Linked DNA regions of Capsicum annuum: region 1 is linked to region 2. The links are chromatin contacts, called in public Hi-C maps. All regions are on one chromosome and are shown on one strand. The core of a region is the stretch at or near the end of the contact, and the rest is flanking DNA. Distances in the headings are between cores, read along the strand shown. Region 1 has its middle 32 kb from the start of LOC107844986. Region 2 holds the start of LOC107843459 (NADPH-dependent aldo-keto reductase, chloroplastic).

Evidence for each region. A called contact is a pair of places that touch in the nucleus more often than the background predicts.
Region 1: a contact with region 2 is called in a Hi-C map of leaf, with 4 times the contacts expected there. The contact joins the enhancer-like site here to the promoter of LOC107843459 in region 2. A contact is called at or near these places in 2 of 5 Hi-C or Micro-C datasets (leaf and placenta).

Annotation. Positions count from the first base shown.
Region 1 is chr10:191,914,122-191,920,916 of UCD10Xv1.1, reverse strand. No RefSeq gene overlaps it. Among protein-coding and RNA genes, the nearest start is that of LOC107844986, 32 kb to the right of the region's middle. Within about 2 kb of position 1,661, at least 2 of the 5 cell types and tissues checked have an H3K27ac peak or open chromatin away from gene starts, as enhancers often do. A contact at or near this core is called in leaf, where this site is marked.
Region 2 is chr10:191,686,311-191,693,705 of UCD10Xv1.1, reverse strand. It overlaps LOC107843459 (NADPH-dependent aldo-keto reductase, chloroplastic), which reads left to right and starts at 4,045. Exons shown (of 7, transcript XM_016687766.2): 1 at 4,045-4,306; 2 at 5,325-5,375; 3 at 5,915-5,991; 4 at 6,429-6,516; 5 at 6,734-7,009; 6 at 7,137-7,388. The coding sequence starts at 4,187.

The sequences.
Region 1 (6,795 bases), core at 412-2,911, 230 kb before region 2:
TGAAGTGTTGTTGATTGAGGTTTTGTTTCTCATGGTGGTTAAATGCTTAAATCGTGTAAAACCAAATTTTAGGTATATTAAAGCAGTAGTTGTGAATTTGTGAAAAAAAAAAAAAGAGAAGTGAAAATAAAAAAAGAAGGGGGGAAATATATGATACAAAAGTTAGGCAGTAGCACTAGCTGGTGGGAGCCAATACATTAGGCAGTACCAAAAAAGTTATTTATGTTCAATGTATGGTATACAATGAGTTTGAATTTTAGGATTTGCTTATGTTTGTTGGGAAAATGCATAATTTTCATCCCATACTTTTTAAGTAACACCTAAATTATATAAGTAATCTATTACACACCTTAACTATATAAAAATAATATTATTACATCCCCGCAACCCCCATTCTAAGACGCATGTGTTACACTTATTTTAGGCGCATCCAGCCTATTAAATAACAAAAGTAAACGGCTAAAAATATTAAGGGAAAAGACATCGTTTCCACTTTAAACTATAATCGAAAAGTCGAATTCACACCTAAACTATATAAGTGACCTATTACACACCTTAACTATAAAAAAGTGATACTTTTTACTGACGTGGTGCTGACGTGGTAGCGCGTGTAAATCACTACACCACATGTAAGTGGTGGTAGCCTGACAGGGTGTAAATAATTTCACTTTTTTATAGTTTAGGTGTGTAATAGATCACTAGTATAGTTTAGGTGTGACTTCGACTTTTCGGGTATAGTTTGAGGTGGAAACGATGCATTTTTCCTATGTTTGTTCAATGTATGGTATAGAATAGGTAGGGCCAAACCCATCGATATGACCTCAAACTTGTCCTGAAAATTCACTTAAACCCCTCAACTAAAGCTTGTACCTATCAAGTGCTAAAATTGGTACCTATCAGGCATAAAATGATGATATGGCAAGGACTCCTTGGGCACGTGAACAGTAAATTAAATAATATTTTACTTTTTTTATTAAAAAATTTATATTTAAATTATTTTATTAATATAATTTTTAATTATTCTAATATTTTAATTTATTTTTTTTAGAAAAAAGAAAAGCTCCCCCCACACCCCACAGTCATCATCTTCTTCAGAAACACCTACCTCTCCCCCCATAACAATTATCAGTGAACAAGATTTGAAGAATCGAAGCTTCATTAAGCACAACAACAAAATCCTTGTCAATCTTCATGATTTCGAGACAACAAAATCCATCAAATCAGTTGTAAATTAACAACTCTATGAACAACAACAAAATCATTAATCAATCTTCACCATTAGAGACAACATCAAAAAATGGAGAAACTCCATTAAGCACACAATGAGTAACCATTTTTCACCATTATCAACAACATCAAAGATTTGGAAATTTTTTTTTTTTTTTTTTTGGAGTTGATTTTCCGGCGAGTCTCGCCGAAAAATATTGACTGTGTTGCTTCTCTCGTGTGGGTGAACTGTGTGTGTGAGTGAATGTGTGTGTTTGTGAGTGAACTCTGTGTGTGAGAGTGAATGTGTGTGTTTGTGAGTGAACTGTGTGTGTGAGAGTGAATGTGTGTTTGTGTGATTTTGGAGTTGATTTTCCGGCGAATCTCGCCAGAAAATGTTGACTGCGGTGCTGCTCTCGTGCATGTGTGAACTATGTGTGCGTGTGAGTGAATGTGTGTGAGAGAACTGTGAAACGCCGGGAGAGGGGTGGTATGAAGATGACGGGTGGGGGGTGAGGATGAAGACGATTGGAGGTGGGGTGGGAGAGGGGGGGGGTAGATGATGTATGTGTGTGTGAGGGAAGACGACGGAGGGGGTGGGGTGGGGTGGGGTGGAAAAGAAGATGATTGGGGGGTGGGGTGAGGTGAAGAAGATGATGATTGGTGGGGGGAGGGGGTGGGGGGGCTTTTTTTTCCTTTTTTTATTTAATTTAAAAATTATTATTAAATATAAATAGAAAAATAAAAAAATCAGCAATTTTTCATATTTTTTTTTTGCCACGTGTTTTTTTTTATTGGGTATTTTTGCCATGTCACGCGAGTGTAACACATTCTATATACATTTTGCTGATTAGGCAAAAAATGTCCAATTGGAATAAAATTCGGAAGGTTTAGTGGTCTGATAGGTACAGGCCTTAGTTTAGGGGTATAAGTGAATTTTTGGGATAAGTTTAAATTGCTATCAATGGATTTGGCCAATAGGTAGTTACTGGTTAGCCTATATGATTTTATTTTAATACAGTGTAGCATTTAACACAATCTCATGAATGATGATGCTCTATGGTTCCCTTGACAATGTATGTCTTGTCTTTCCTTTTTCTCCAGTTTATATATAAATTTTAAAGATGGGTAGCTGTTATTTTGTGTGGGATTTTGGATCAATTTTATTTTTATTTATTTTAATTATTTTTATTTATTTATTATATTGAATGAAAAAATGAGTCAAATCAAGTACCGAATCTTTGGCACCGGAATAGCTAGCATGAATAAAAGGTTGAAGTAATTATCCGCTAAACATCTAGTAGTTTCATGCTCCCTTAAGTTAATACTGCATATAGCCGAAAATATGCAATCGTGCATATTTACATCCATCTTATCGAAAACGAGTCTGTATGTACATGTGTGTGTCCATTCCTCACTTATAACTTACTTTTATAACTTCACTTTATCCGGTTATGGGAAAATTTGGAGATGCAACTTATTTATACTTCGTCGGATTTAATATTGTAGAATTTCATGTTGTCAGGTTAGTGTCCAATGGCTTCTAAACCTCTGTTGGAAAAATTGGATTTGGTACTAGAGTTCAATGGACTTTTTTGATTTTTGTCATAACCCATTCATATTAAAGAATAATAGATAATTATGCTTTGTTTTCGAATCATGAAAAGAATTTATATGTTTTACTTAGATGTCTAGATATGATTAATTTCACTTTGAATTGATGGCTAATCCCTATATTTTATTTGATGCATGTGGTTGTCCATCCGGGTCCAATAGGACCCCATCTCCTCACATCTCTCCAGGATCAAGTCCCAAAAGTCTAAAGAGACTAGCTTGGAAAATAAGGAGGGTATACGCTAGATATACGGGTTTTCTGGGTCGAAGGCAGCTAATATACGCCAGCACACGATGGAATAAAGTCGGGAGCAGACATGTAGATGTTTACACACTGATATAGTGTGTATACACAAAAACGCTGAAAAAACGTGGCTGATATATGCTCAGTATACAGCTGGTATACAAGATGCAGAAAAGGGCCAAAAGTCCAAGAGGAATAGGCCCAAAGATTGGCCAACTTTGAAATGGGCTAAAAAGGCCCAAATTTTAACCTTTCTTATATATTTCATATAATTTATATTTGATTATGTGTTTGTATTAATTTCTCAAAATTGGTTAACCTTAATAGATCCCCCTTGAATCGTCATTTTTGTTCGCCTTTGGATTTATCTTTTAAGTATTTTATCACATAAGCGTAATATTCTAAATTAATAAAAATATATCTTCCTCCTTGGGGTGGATCCTTTTTTCCAAAAATGGCATTTTATTTTAACAATACGTTAAAATAACTCATTTAAATCAAAAGAATTTTCACCAACCTAAAATTAATTTTTTGGGGGAAAGTTAAAAAAAAAACACTTTCATTAATTAATCAAAGTTCATACTTTGTTTTGAAGATACATATTTTGTTATCAAAAATGATTTTCAAAAAATCACTTTCTTTCTCTCTTTTATTTAAAAAATAAATAAATAGTGATAATTTGTAAAGAAAATGGGTTTTAGCTCAACCTTCTTTACAAACATTACCTCAAGTCATAAAGGTCTATTTCTTTCACTTGTTCGAATAAATGTCATTTAAAAACTAGTAAATAGATATTTTCTTGAGTTAAGGGTAATATTTCCATAAAATCTCTTCTTTTTTTTGGTACAAAATTAGTCATGTCTTGTAAGTTAGTCAAAAATAAGTCTTTTGGTGAACCATTTTAAAATAGATGCTCCTAAGTGCCGTAAAAACCTTCTTAGGGCATTAACTGAACCCTTATTCAGAATCCCTGATCTCGAAAATTTATTTCTGTTTTTAAATCTTTGAAACCCCTTTAAAGTTTTTCTTGATGTTTTCGATAAAAAATCAAGTGGCGACTCTGTGAAATCTTTCAAAATTATTTTGAAATTCTCTTGAATCTTTCGAAATAGTTTAAAAGGGTCAAAATCATTTTTCTTAAAATAAAAATCCAAAAAGGGATAAAACAATCAGTTATCAGAAATTCAGTACTACAACTTCAATCTAATTCAGACAAACGATATATGTTTGGTATTACATGTTCATTATCTTCAGTAGTCCCAGTATTGCATATACTCTCATCCAGTTACTTCATGATATTTAGTTATTCTTACTCATGCACATGAACCCATGTATATTAGCCCAACCTTACCTAGCATACCAGTACATTTAAAGTACTGACGTATACTCTCTTTTTACGCTATGATGTCTCATATCATAGGTACGGATGCTCGGGTTCCTGACCATAATTAGCCAGATCAGTCGATCAGCCACAACTGTAGTAGTGAGTCCTTATCCATCGAGGACGGGATACTTATTTTGTCATTGCATCAGTAATTCAATTATTTCAGACAATAGTTACGAGTTAGTTGGGGCCTGTCCCATCAATTTTCTTATTCAGATGTTTAGAGCTTTTTAGACACTTTCAGTTAGCAGTTATTCCACAGTTGTACTCAGTATTAATTTCAGTTTATGAACCTTATGGCATTTTCAATTTTACTTCCATATATGTTTCATAATTATTATTCAGTATTCACAGCAGGTACCAGTCATGGGTTATGCTTTTGGTCCTTTAGGGTCGTAAGCACTATGTGACCCCCAGGGTGTAGTCTCAGAGAGTTACAAACCTAGTATCAGAGCCTAAGGTTCTAAAGTGTCCCAGGGAGTCTGAAAGCCGCATTAAGTAGAGTCTTGTGCATGGGTGTGTAGCACGCCACACTTATAGACAAGAGGCTATGAGGCGATTTTAGGAAAAGTTCCTTTCTTTCAGTGTTCATATCATGTGTGTGGGCATGAGCTTAAGTTAAAATCTCTATCTAATGCAACTTTTCCTTTCGTTTACAGAACATGCCTCCCAGAAAGACTAACAGAAGAAGAACTGAGAACCAGCCAGCACCTCCGCTTGTTCAAGAAGATCCCCTGAATGAGCACATTTCACACACAGAATTTAGAGCAATATTCACCACTCTAGCCCATTTCGTGGCAGCTTAAAATATTCATCCAATTGCTGTTCAGGCCAACCCAGTGGCCAATACTATTGCAACTAGAATTTGGGACTTCACCCGAATGAACCCTCCTTCATTTTCAAGGTCTAAGTCTAAAGAGGACCTACAGGAATTCCTTGACATGGTGCAGAAATTAACAGACATTATTGGGGTGACTGCTAGTGAGAGTGCTGAGTTAGCTGCCTATCAGCTGCAACATGTAGCTCATATATGGTTTAAGCAGTGAAAAGTAGATAGAGGCACAGATGCAGGGCCTATAGAATGGCAGGAGTTTACTACTGCCTTCCTAGATAGGTTTTTTCCGTTGGAGTTGAGAGAGGATAAGGTATTAGAGTTCATCAATCTGAAATAGGGCATAATTAGTGTGAAAGAGTATTCCCTTAAATTTACTCAGTTGGCCAGGTATGCTCCTCATGTGGTGGCTGATAGCAGGTCTAAGATGAGCAAGTTTGTGTCTGGTTTATCTGACAGTGTGGTCAAAGAGTGTAGGACCACATGTTGATTAAGAAGATGGAATTATCTAGGTTGATGGTCTATGCTCAACAGATTGAGGAACAGAAGACCAAGGAGAAAGAGACAGAGAGAAAGAGGGATAGAATAAGTAGCTTTAATTTTACTCGGCCGAAGTTAGAAGGTGGTAACCGTCCTTAGTTCCGCCCAAAAATTTCAATCCTAGCTTTGTCTTCGACTAGTGCTCCAATGTCCAATTTCAGAAATGATAATAAGGATAAGGTACCAGGCTCTAAATCTTAGGGTAGTGTGAACAGTGCCCGAATAAATCCTCTTTATCAGAAATGTGGTAGAAACCATCAGGGTGCCTGCAGGGATAGCAACATCGTGTGTTTCGGGTGTGGTAAGTCAGGCCACAAAATCAGAGAATGTCCTTATGTAGGTTTGCAGAGTTAGAATAATCGTCCTTCAGTTCAGTCCGATCACCTGTCTCAGCAGGGTGCCGTATCCAGTGCCACCAGGGGGCAGCGCCCAGATAGGCTCTATGCACTTTTGTCCCTACAGGATCAGAAGAGTTTGCCTGATATGGTTACTAGTACGTTGCAAGTCTTTCATTTACATGTTTATACTTTATTAGATCCTGGAGCTTCTCTGTCTTTCGTAACTCCTTACATAGTCATCAACTTCGGAGTCAGCCCTGAAATCCTAACAGAGCCTTTCTTAATCTCTACCCCAGTAGGTAAGTCTATCATAGCCCGACGGGTATACAGGAACTCTCTGGTTATGGTGTCTCAGAAAGTTACTTCAGCAGACCTTGTAGAGCTAGAGATGACGAATTTTGACGTCATTCTTGGCATGGATTGACTCTATTCATGCTATGTTTCAGTTGATTATAGAAATAGAGTTGTCTATTTTTAGTTCCTGAATGAACCAGTCCTAAAATGGAGAGGTAGTACTTCAGAACTTAGGGGTCAATTTGTTTCGTACCTTAGAGCGACAAAAATGATATCCAAGGGGTGTGTCTATCATTTGGTGTGAGTCAAAGACTCCAATTTTGAGAATTCTAAGCTTGAGTCA
Region 2 (7,395 bases), core at 2,796-5,295:
TATGTCTGACAATAAATTTATTGATTTGTCCCCTCTAGGATACAACAACTCACTCACTAAGTATAACTCAACAAACTCTGGACAAGAATTGAGTTTAAAGCTCCACAAAAAAGAACATCTTCCTTCAACTAATAAACGCTCTTATTTAGTAACCTTATGCACTCTATATTTTTTGTACTTAAAAAAATATTCAAAATCGTCACTATTTTATAGGTGAGAAACTCTTCCTTGCAATTAATAGAAAGAGGGTGGGATAGTAAAAAGGAAATATCAATGATTTAGAGGTTACAAGAGTTACAAGTCATAAAGTGATAAAATAATGATAGAAGTTATAAAAAAACATATGTCACATTTTTACCTATAACAAATGAGATTAATTGACATATAACGTCACCAAAATAAGATCATAAATGGACAAAAATATTGTACAATAAATACAGTAGTGATGCGACACTTTATTTTGTTGCTTTAAAGTCCTCTTAACTTGAAAAATGGAAAAAAGAGTAGTTCAGCAGTAAACAACAACTTTTGTAATTCAAAGAAAAAGAAAGTAAAGGCACACCAATGTCAGCAATAATAATAGTAAAAATAACATAAATCTCAACCTTATTAGAATTATTTACACACTCTCTCACTTTCTTAATTATTTTACTCTCTCTCCCGATTTATATACATAACAAACCGACATATACATAAAAATCTTTGTATATGACAAGGACGACATATACATAACAAGATCGATTCATATACATACAAGTATGACAAAGCCGACATATACATAACGAAGCCGATTCAAATACATAATAGGGTCGATATATACATAGAAGCTATGTATATGTATTAAACCTTTCAATCGGGCCGATTCGACCCGACTCGAACTGGCCCAGCCCGGCTCACCACACCAATCCGGTCCAATTTTACCCAGCCTGATCATCCTACGGGTTGTAGGATACTGATTAATTTTTTTGGGGCCCGGTTAACCCCGCTCGGAGCAAAATCGGTCCAGGTTCGCCGATTAATCGGCCCGGTTATGAATTTTTTTTTAAATGGAATTAGCATATGTTTATTACTATATTACTATAAAGTATTATTATTATATCATATTAAGTAGCATATGTTTTATTTAAAGAAGTACATATATTTTAAAGTGATATGTAAATATTGAATGGTATGTATATATGTGTATATATTTTTTAAAGTACTATATATTTAACGTATACATGTGTATATATTTTATAAACTAGTTTAGTGTACGCGCCTTGCGCGTGTACCTCGCTTTAAGAGTTCAAATATTACATTAAATAGGATATTGGTTTAAATAATAAATATGAATATAATAATTAAATTTAATATTTTTTGAGTTTGTAAAAATGGAGAATTTATTTATTAAATCTAATCTTTACAAAAAATATTTTTAAAAGTCGATCGACATTCTTCTACCATCTGTAAATTACAACAAAATAATACAATGATAGAGACATCAAAATAATACAATTAAATATAATCTTTACACACAAAAAAAAATTTAAAGTCGTCCGACACTCATCTACTACATGTAAATAATAACAAAATAATATGATAATAGAGATATCAAAATAATACAACTAAACTTAACATTTACATACAAATATTCCTCAAAGCCGACCAATATTTATGTATCACCTGTAAACTGCAACAAAATAATACAATAAAAGTGATATCAAAATAATACAATTAAACTTAAATTTTACACACAAAAATTTCTCAAACCCGATCGAGATTCATCTACGAACTGTAAACTACCACAAAATAACAAACTGATAGAGACATTACGATAATACAATTAAACCTAACATTTACCTAAAAAAACTTCAAAGCCGACCCACGTTCATCTAGTATCTGTAAATTAAAATAAACAATAAGATAATAAAGATATCAAAACAATACAATTAAATCTAACATTTACACAAGAAATTCTTCAAAACCAACCGACATTCATCTACGACCTATATAATAAATAAATAATTAAATAATAAATTAAAAAATAGTAAAAAGAAAATTTTGTCTAAAGAAGAGTCTTTTAATGAAGGGTAAAAAGTTCAAATCACTTTTCTAAGGGTCGAAAGAAAAATATTAATTAATTCTTCTGTCATATATTTTAGGAGCCCCACATATTTTAGGAAGTCTAGTTAATATAATAAAAAATAATTAAATAATAATAAAAAATAGTGAAAAGACAATATTGTCTAAAGAAGAGTCTTTTAATGAAGGGTAAAAAGTTCAAATCACTTTTCTAAGGGTCTTCACACTTTTAATATATTATAGATTAGTATATAACTATATATAGATGGTGTGTATATATATTGTAGTATATCTTATTTAAATTAGTATATATATATTGAATGATATGTATGTATGTGTATATATTTTCTAAGTACTATATATTTAACGTATACATGTGTATATGTTTTATAAATTAGTATATAACTATGTATATACCTAGTGTGTGTACATATTGTAGTATATATATTGTAGTATATTTTATTTAAAGTAGAATGCATATATTGAATGATACGTACATATGTGTATATATCTTCTATTGACGTATATATTTAACGTATACATGTGTATATGTTTTACAAATTAGTATATAACTATATATATAGTGTGTGTATATATTGTAGTATATTTTACTTAAAGTAGTATATATATGTTGAATGATACGTATATATGTGTATATATCTTTTATGGTACGTATATATTAAATGTGTAATTGTGTATATGTATTATGTGTATATATTTTTTAAATAGTAATGTAGTATATGCTATATATTTACTAGTAATGTGTATATTTAACGTATTTAAAATGTATATAGGTGGGTATATATATCGTATAATAGAGATTTTTTTTTCCTTTTCTTCGATTTTGACCGGATTTTTAACCGATTTTGACCGGGTTTAGATGGGTTGGACCGGGTTGGGTTAAGTGGGCCGGGTTAGGATTGTTTTGAACGCTTTTACTGTTGAGCCTGGAACCAGACCGACCCGGATCCGAATCGGCCCACAACCTGGATAACTCTCATGGGCCGATTCCGATTTGACCCATCCCGACCCACTTAACACCCTTAATATATATTTTTAGAGAAAAATGAGATTTTTGTAATATGTTTGGAGAGATGAGATTTTTTGTAATAAGTGAAATTAAGTTGTGGGTTTGGGTAATTTTTAGATAATATAATAAAATATTAAAATGCTTAAATAAATCTACAAGAAGAATTAGAAATACCATTTTGAATTACATGTTATAAGTTAATGACCTTTATACATTAAATAGATTTTTAAGATAAATATAAAATTTGAATAAAAATTATTAAATTCAATTAAATCTATGGCCAATAAATCTTTTTGATGTGACGTTGCAAGAACTACAATTTTCACAAGAAATTCACGCCAATAATCTCTTTTTGAATTCTGTTTAGTGCTTCCTTCATCTCCAAATAAGTGTTGCCTAATATATCTTTTTTTCTAATATATTCTTATGCTCCATCTACTTAATAGAGCCAATTTTCAAGAGATATTTTATTAAATAAGAATAATTTAGTAACTACACATTGTATTTCATAATTTCTTAATGAGCGTGATTTTTTATTTCCTTTTGGTTTGTCCAGAAAAAAAAAAACACATTTTTTATTTGATAATTATTTAATAATATTATCTTTATTTTTGTTATTGGGTCTTACTTAATTAAAAAAAATAACTAAAAAATAAATATTAAAGTGACAAAGGTTCAATATTATAAACTTTATAAAGTATCATTTATTTTTTAAACTCTGCGTTCAATGAAAAGACGATACATAAAATGAAATGAAGAAAGTATTTTTATGATAATATTTTAATTTTAACTTTTTACATAAAAATTTTAAGATCACAAATTTATAAAATTTTATAATATATTTGATATAATTTTAATTTAGAATCACAAAATTTTAAAATATCTTTTATTTTCACAAGTTAGTAATTTGACACGATTCTATCAAAAAAACATTTTTCTTGAAAATCTGACAGTAAGATTCTTGAAGTTGAGTAGACAGGTTGTGTTTGCTAATACTTCACATTTCTCTTTTCATTATCTTTTTCTTCTTTTATTTATTCTAGTCTCCTTCTTGTTGACTTCTAATTAGTGCTAAGCTTAATTTTGTATATATCAATGGCAGATGCTATAAAATACTTTGAACTGAATACAGGAGCTAAGATTCCTTCCGTTGGTTTAGGTACTTTTCAGTCCCCTCCTGGTGTAGTTGGCCAAGCTGCTGAGACTGCTATCAAGGTTTGTTCTCTCTCTCTATGACATTCAGTTTGTTAGTTTGTTTCAATTTTTATTAATGTTCCTTGGTTAATCATAAATTAAAAAGGTGAGAATATGTAGTTATTAACTACTATATGACTTGGCTTGGTGTGAATATCGGGTGAGAATAATTTAATTTAATTTAATTTACTATTTCTTCCGTTTACATTTGTTTGTCCTATTTTTATTTGACATGAAATTCTAAAAAGTATGTCCAATGCATCAAATTGCCCTTTGATTTTGTGAGTTTAAACATGTTACGTTAGACCGAGCAAATTGAAATCGAGTGAGTAAATTATTAAAGTCTTACACATGTCATGCACCTTTTTTGTTCGGTATATGTACGGGATGTGAGTGAGCAGAGCCAAAGTCAAAGTCAGATTTGAAACTTATGAGTTCGAGATTCTATCCAGTTCTTCTAAGTTACTAGGTTCCAAATTAATAGGCATACAACAACAACAACAAACCCGGTGTATTCCCACGTAGTGAGGTCTGGGGAGGGTAAGATGTACGCAGTCCATACCACTACCTCCGGAGAAGTAGCAAGGCAAATTAATAGGTATACATATGTAATAAATAATTTAAGACAAATATACAGTTTGGATCAAAGTTATCCGTAAGTGAAAGTCTAGCTCTGCCTTGGACTGTGAGTAAGTATTCCAACTAGGCTTCTAGCTAGCTCCCAATGCCAATGGTACCGCATTTGACTGTGAGCTTTTCCTTCTCATATTTACTATTATAATTTGGTATGATGTCGTCCACAATGTGGAAAAATTAGAGGAAATGTGTTTTACTTTTGGTAGGTGCTAGAATTGTTATGTAGCATTTTGTTATGAACATATTTTATGGATCAAGGGATGATTGTTATGAACATATTGTTATGTAGTACTTCAGTTAGCAAGGGATGATTGTCTGGTGCAAGAATATTAGAGCTGTGTCATTTGTGGTATTTTCTACAGTTTTCAGAGTTAATTATTCACTTTTCGTTTATGCATTACAGGTTGGATACCGTCATATTGATTGTGCTCAAGTATATGGCAATGAAAAGGAGGTAATTTGATTTAACTATGAAGCAAATATAGGCTTTTGATATCATAGATAAGTATCTCATGCATTAAACATATTACGACAAGTGAACAATGTAATCTGTCATTTGTCAATACACAAAGTACACGATGCAAAGTGTTACAGCAAAATGTCTGTTTTCGCCAAAGATGTCCTTATTGAAATGTCTGCTTTCACCAAAGATTTCCTTAAGTTATCGCTTACCCTTCATGTATCCTGTTACATGTTCCTCAAATGTTGGTGCTGTGGTGCAGAATGAACTTTTATTAGTTTATCTTGGATCTCAGATAGCAGCACACAATATAATCTGCAGAATCATAATGACATATCAGCATTTTAATTGTCATGTTGGCTTCGGTAACTAATAGACATGCCATTTTTTTTCTAGCTGTGTCTAATATTTGTAACTTGTCCAAACTGTATTGACATCTTAACCTTCGAAGCTTCAAAACATATGCCGGACTAACAATTTATTGTTGAAACTTGAAAGTGTTACCTCTATTGACTATTTCTCCATTTCTTTAGATCGGTGAAGTTCTGAAGAAGCTGTTCGAAGATGGTGTTGTCAAGAGGGACGATCTCTTTATTACATCCAAACTCTGGTAATCAAGATTCAAACAAATTGATAAAAGACACCTCTTTTGTTTTTTCTGTTTTTCACCCTAAGTATAACCGTGTCCCATTTCTGTCCTTTGGAAATTGACTTCTTGAATGTTTGTGATCTCATCAGTTATTAACAATCCTTCTTTTATTTGGCATTATTGATGCTTTTGATGTATGCTTCACACTTCCTAATATTAGACAAAGGAATTACTACTCTAAGATGCCTTTTCTAATTCGTAACTAATATGGTCTTTTAATTCCTTTCATTTATATGCAAATGGCATTTTCTTGTTTTATGTCAAATGTGTGGCATAGTTGATTCAGATGACGTGCTTTCAAGCAAATGGAAAGTTGGCAGTCTCTGGTTCTTTTCCATTTACCTTTTATCCTTCGTGTTTAGGGATATTCATCGATTTTGGTATATGAACTTGTGTAGGTGCACTGATCATGCACCTGAAGATGTACCCGTGGCATTTAACAAAACTCTAGATGATTTGCAGCTCGACTACATTGATTTGTACCTTGTGAGTACTTAATAGAAGCTCTGCATATGCTACTGTCAGTAATGCTGACTAGATGTTTCCATTTCGATTAACTATCTTTTAGAAGCATCTGCTGCTATTGTTGTGCTTGTCGGGTCTAACCAAAAAAAATTCTCTCTAAATTGGGGATTCAACGGGTTGTTAAACTTCTGAGTGACTTACATTTTCATTTTCCTATTTGGTTTTATGTTTTCTGAAGATTCACTGGCCTGTCCGGATGAAGAATGCTGTGGATAGCTTTAAACCTGAGAATCTAATTCCAGCAGATATACCTAGCACATGGCAAGCTATGGAGAAACTTTATGATTCCGGGAAGGCTAGGGCTATAGGTGTTAGCAATTTCTCTACTAAAAAACTGGGAGATCTTCTTGAAATAGCTCGTGTTCCTCCTGCTGTTAACCAAGTGGAGTGCCATCCTACATGTCAACGGACGGAATTGAAGGAACTCTGCAAATCCAGGGGAGTGCACCTCTCTGTAAGCTCACTTACTAAAAGCACTTTTCAGATTTGCACAAACGTTTTAGTCACTTTCTCAGGGGCAAATTCTTGCACTGATGCTTATGTTCGCTTATTTCAGTTGTTTAATATGTTTATTTCCTTAGGGCTATTCACCGCTCGGTTCTCCCGGTTTTGTATTGCTTAAGGGTGATGAGGTTCTGAAGCAGCCTGTTGTAATCTCAGTTGCTGAGAAATTGGGAAAGACTCCGGCTCAGGTTTGTCTTCGTTGGGGCATACAGATGGGTCATAGCGTACTTCCTAAAAGCACACATGAATCCAGGATCAAAGAGAATTTCGATATTTTTGACTGGTCCATACCCGATGATTTGTTCACCAAGTTCTCCGAAATTGAGCAGGTGAGTT